Regions from separate parts of the Hordeum vulgare genome. Here region 2 is linked to region 1. The links are chromatin contacts, called in public Hi-C maps. All regions are on one chromosome and are shown on one strand. The core of a region is the stretch at or near the end of the contact, and the rest is flanking DNA. Distances in the headings are between cores, read along the strand shown.

Region 1 (2,700 bases), core at 127-2,626:
CAACAAAAGAGTCAGCACGATCCAATTACTAACACTGCACTGGACAACTTGCAAGACAAAAGGATAACACTGCAATACCTGTACCACAAAGTGATCACACGGTTAGTGAGGTTTGCATTATGATCATTCGAAAATGATCTTGCTAGGCCAAAATCAGCCAGTTTTAAGTTACCCTCATTGTCTATCAAGAGGTTAGATCCTGCAGGAATAAGTTTTGATACACGATTAGCATAAAAACAACAAAGTCACTGTCACTACATAACCCCAAAATTCCTGTAAGTTGTCTGCCGTAGATACCTTTAATATCACGATGCAGAACTTGATTGATATGGCAATAGTGAAGGCCCGTGAGGAGTTGCTTCATGTAGCACTGGTACATGACATTATATCAGGAACTACACTTGTCACAACCAGTACCATCATACACTCATGGATGGTTTTTACCTTAATCTGTGGAATGGTGAAGCGCATCCCAGGCTTATCAGCCAACCCAGTCAAGTCATGGTCCATGTACTCAAAGACCATGTAAATGCTCCCTTTGTACTTGTTGCCATCGACTATAGAACAACAACACGACAGGTCAAATGGCAAAACTAGGCAACAGACCATTTATTTTGGTTTTCTGAGAGAAGAATCAAAAACACTAATGTCGTTCTCAGAAAGAACCGTACTTTGCTTCCCCTGCTCGTCTCTGTCTGGCCCTGCAAGAATCAATCCAGTCCATTAATCCTCTGGACGCAGGCAGCTAACAATCCAGTATGATGTTCTTCTGATTCGTGGGATGATTAGTCAAACCTGGGGATGTTACGATCTCCTTGAGCTGTATGACGTTCTGGTGGTGCAGCTTCTTGAGGATTTTGATCTCGCGGATGGCCGTGATAGGGAACTGCGCCGAATCGAGAAAAGAAAGCCTCAGGGCCAAGAACATCATTTAGGAAAGGAAAAAAAAAGACGCGGCAGGATATACTGACGCCCTCGCGCTCGTTGTCCATGCGGATCTTCTTGAGCGCGACGATCTCCTTCGTCTCCGTCTCCTTGGCCATGAACACTTGCCTGGAAACAACAAAGACGACGCGGTCGAATCGGACCGACGCACAGGCGTTTCACAGGATTGGGGGATTGGGATTGAGGGGTCGATAGCGCGTACCCGTATGTGCCCTCGCCGATCTGCTCGAGCTTCTCGAAGCAGTCGACGCCGCGGGAGCCCCACGACGGGTACTCGTCGAGGTTGAGCTGCCCCGGCGCCGCCGTCGCCATGGTTTCCGGCGCTTTCCCCTCGCGACGAGTTAGGGTTTAGAGGACGCGACGCGAGGATTGGGTTGGGGTTGCGTGGGGAGGGAAAGGAAAGGAAAGTAACGGGGGCGAAGAGGGGGTGGTCTGGTCTGAACTCTGGAGTCTGAACCTAGTTGAATCGGGTTTCATCGGGTCCGTTGGTTCGTTTTCGGGGGTGCCCTGTGATGAGATTTGCAACGTGCACGTTTCGGTTTCGGCGTTACTTTTTGGGTACTTGCTACGAATCAATGGAATAAAAAAAATTGGTTAGTCGGCTGTCCGATCAGCACACTATGGTTGCTCCATGACAGCAATGCCACAGCAGCAGTAGTCGCCCGACTTTTTCAACGCAGCGCTACTGCGCTCAGTAAAAGCTCAACTGCATCTTTCACGACGCACCGTTGGTGATTGGGTTAGAGTTAGAGTTGGTTAGATTGGACTCATCTAATCCTCAAAAATTCAAACAGGTGGGTTAGAGTTGGTTAGATGCATCTAACCCATCCAAGAGGTGCTTTTTTGGGTTGGAGTTAGGTGGGATCCATAAAAAGTTACTTTTCTCTTTCTCTCCACCACACAAAATTCTAGATAAAGGAGCCAAATGATTGAAAAAGTGCATTTATTGACAATCTAACCCTTTCATCCAAACACCTTTTTGGTTAGAGTTAGTTCAGGGTTAGTCTAGAGTTAGAATCTAACTCTAACCTCTAACCGAGTTAGAGTATCCAAACACGGCCGTTGTTGTTGGACGAAGCTCCAACACGGCATCGACACGTTTGATGAAGTTCCATTGCAGCGCCGCTGGAGCTTCAATGCAGCACCGACGCGTCCGACGAAACTCCATTGCAACGTCGGTGAAGCTTCATTGCAATGTCGGCTATGCTTTCGGCGGCTCCATGTTGCCAAAGTTGGCCAAACGGGTCGTGCTTTCTCGGTCGGTCCGAAAGCACGCCAGCCAGGCACACCACGGGCCAGGCACGGCACGGGCTAATCGGGTCGTGCCAGGCACGCAGCCCGCCTCGGGTCGTGCCTCGGCCTGAGGGCTGGGCACGCGGGCCGGCACGACACGGCCCGTTTATCATTTTATTATTTATTTTTATATATATAGGATAAAAAATAACCTAATAGGCCAAAATCGAACCAAAACACAGCACAATATATTAAAGTCGGTCCAAAAAACAGGCTAACAGGACAAAATCAGCCAAAATAATAGCCTAAAATAATAAAAAACTAGCAGGCTAGCGGGTCTGGCATGCCTACGGGCCGGCCCGTATAGCCTCCGTGTCGTGCCTAGGTCGGGAGGCTGCGCTGATGGGCCGGCATGGCACGGCCCAGCTAATAATCGGGCCCAGACGTGTCGTGTCGTGCATGGCACGATTGTGGCGGGCCAGACCGGGCCGACCCGTTTGGCGAGGACTGCATGTTGCTCCA
Region 2 (2,700 bases), core at 98-2,597, 180 kb after region 1:
AACCACTCCCGGAGATGACCATAGTATGAGGAGTTCATGTATTCACCAAGCATTAATGCGTTGGTCCGATTCTCTATTAAAAGGAGAACCTTAATATCATGTAGTTTCCATTAGGACCCCGCTGCCACGGGAGGGATGGACAATAGATGTCATGCAAGTTCTTTTCCCTAAGCACGTATGACTACATACGGAATACATGCCTACATTACATTGACGAACTGAAGCTAGTTACATATCTCTCCGTGTTATAACTGTTGTATGATGAATAACATCCGGCATAATCATACATCACCGATCCAATGCCTACGAGTTTTTCCTACTGGTCTTTGCTACGTTACTTTGTCGCTACTTCTGTCGTTGCTGCTACTGTTACTGTGTCGCTGCTGCTACTGTTACTCTGCTGCTACTGTTGTTACTTTGCTGCTACTGGTTACCGTTGCTACTGTTGTTATCACACTACCGTGCTACTGATACTTTGCTGCAGATACTAAATATTTCAGGTGTGGTTGAATTGACAACTCAACTGCTAATACTTGAGAATATTCTTTGGCTTTCCCTTGTGTCGAATCAATAAATTTGGGTTGAATACTCTACACTCGAAAACTGTTGCGATCCCTATACTTGTGGGTTATCAGTTATCTTTGCTGATGAGAATTTATTTCTCTTTGTAGTATATGAGAATTCATGAACAATGTTAGCTGAAAGCATGATATTTTAGGTCGTATTTTCCATGAAATTTACTGTATTTTACTATTTTCTATATGATTTAATTCATAGCAGGAGATAGTTCTTGACCACAACGACAACATACAAATGAAAACAATTCAGAAAAGAAGTAGTTCCCTTGCCATTCTTGCCTCCACCGACCCCAAAATGCCTGCATCATAGTTCATGACAAAATGTTGGAAGTGCCACACAAAAGAAAAATAAATGCTTAGTTCAAGAGAAAAGGAACGCACCTCTTGATGCTGCGCTGGGAGCAGTGCTTGCAGCTCTCGCACTACAGCTTCAGCACAATCTTCGTGGATAAAATTAAAAAAGGAATATTTTCTTGCATTTGTGAATAAATTTTCGGTATTATGTGATGGGATATATGAACATAACGTGGTCATCGTTATTGAAGATGGTGCTTTTTTTTTCATTGCAACGCACGGGCTATTTTTCTAATACTCCCTCTGTCTCAAAATAACTGTCTCAACTTTGTACTAGCTCTAGTATAAATTTGTACTAAGCTTAAGACACTTATTTTGAGACGGAGGGAGTATAAATTAAATGCATATCAATATGTATTGTTGCATCCATATAAGACCACCGTCGAAAAAGAAAGACCACCGTCGACACCGAAAAAACAGCAGAGTTCACAAGCCTGAGTCCGACCCGCACACAGCCACACCTCGAACAGGAGTAGCAGAGGTCGCCTTCCACATACACATCTTTTCCAATTTGGTTGCGCCCAAGCAAACGCAGCGGCCGCCGATGCTCCTAAAACCCCAGGCAATCTGGGCGGCTTCCCTCCCTCTCTTCCTCGGCCGCCGCCTCCTCCCTAAATCCAGCAGCTCGCCTCCTCCCTGCGGCCGGCGCCTCCCCCTCCGCCCGTAAGCAGCGCATCCCCATCCCCATCCCTTCTCCCCCCTTCCCCATCTCCTCTTCTCATGCTCTGACGACGGTTCAGGATTTGCAAGCGGCGGATGAGCGCGCAGGCGGAGCCCAGGTTCTCCCCTCTCCCCACAGCGCGGTCCGAACCTGATGCCGGTAAAATTTATCCGCCACGCGCTGTTAAAACGGAGTCATCATTACTCGTAATTAATCGTCTGCTCATGTATCCGAGCAGCCCCGATGTGGTTGGTGTTGACATCTTTTTGGTTTGGATTCCAGGGGCAGACGGGCACCAGTTCCGGCTGGTTTCCTATAATATACTGGCCCAGGTATGCCGGTTGCTGCTTTTTGCCCTGTTGTTTTACTTACGATTCAGGCGTATGGACAGTGATGGGTTAAAGAGCCGAAAGAAAGGGAATGGACCTGGCGTCGCGTTATGATTTGCTCTGCATTTTTGCAGGTTTATGTAAAGAGCGCGTTTTTTCCTCATTCTCCATCCGCTTCTCTCAAGTAAGCTCATAATTATTAAAAACACCCTTGTTTCTAAGTCAACCGAAAACTTATATCTAAGTTGGCTATCTTGAGCTTAATCCTTCTATTTAACGAAATATGAGTATAATGCATATTAGAATTGTGTCCTACTCCCTCTGTTCCTAAATACAAGTCTTTTTGGAGGTTCTACTAAAAGACTAGACTACATACGGAATGTATATAGACATATTTTAGAGTATAGATTCATCCATTTTGCTCCGTATGTAGTCCTCTAATGAAATCTCTACAAAGACTTATATTTAGGAACGAAGGGAGTACTTAGAAATTTAAATAATAAATGCCACAAAGTATCAATTTCCAAGTCGATCGAGAAATCCTTGTTTTTAAGTTGATGATCCCGAGCGTTGATTCTTCTAGCGAACGAAAATCGAGTATTTCACGATCTGTGTGTAACTTAGACGAATTATAATAACAAATCCCATTGGCTACTCATACCATTCTGCTGGATTTTGATATACTTGTTTTTGATTGAAATCATGGAATCCCGTAAGTAACCTCGTGTTGCTTGAGCGAAAGTAATGTAGAATGATAAAAAATTGCTATTAGTGATCG

What was found. A called contact is a pair of places that touch in the nucleus more often than the background predicts.
Region 2: a contact with region 1 is called in a Hi-C map of seedling, with 7 times the contacts expected there. The contact joins the promoter of LOC123439722 here to the promoter of LOC123439690 in region 1. A contact is called at or near these places in 1 of 6 Hi-C or Micro-C datasets (seedling) and 1 of 1 datasets of contacts at active chromatin or transcription factors (embryo).

What each region holds. Positions count from the first base shown.
Region 1 is chr1H:389,862,355-389,865,054 of MorexV3_pseudomolecules_assembly, forward strand. It overlaps LOC123439690 (cyclin-dependent kinase C-2), which reads right to left and starts at 1,377. Exons shown (of 12, transcript XM_045116383.1): 1 at 1,148-1,377; 2 at 972-1,053; 3 at 796-886; 4 at 672-701; 5 at 445-557; 6 at 298-370; 7 at 79-199. The coding sequence starts at 1,257.
Region 2 is chr1H:390,041,904-390,044,603 of MorexV3_pseudomolecules_assembly, forward strand. It overlaps LOC123439722 (carbon catabolite repressor protein 4 homolog 4-like), which reads left to right and starts at 1,348. Exons shown (of 9, transcript XM_045116418.1): 1 at 1,348-1,595; 2 at 1,673-1,752; 3 at 1,876-1,925; 4 at 2,057-2,106. The coding sequence starts at 1,477.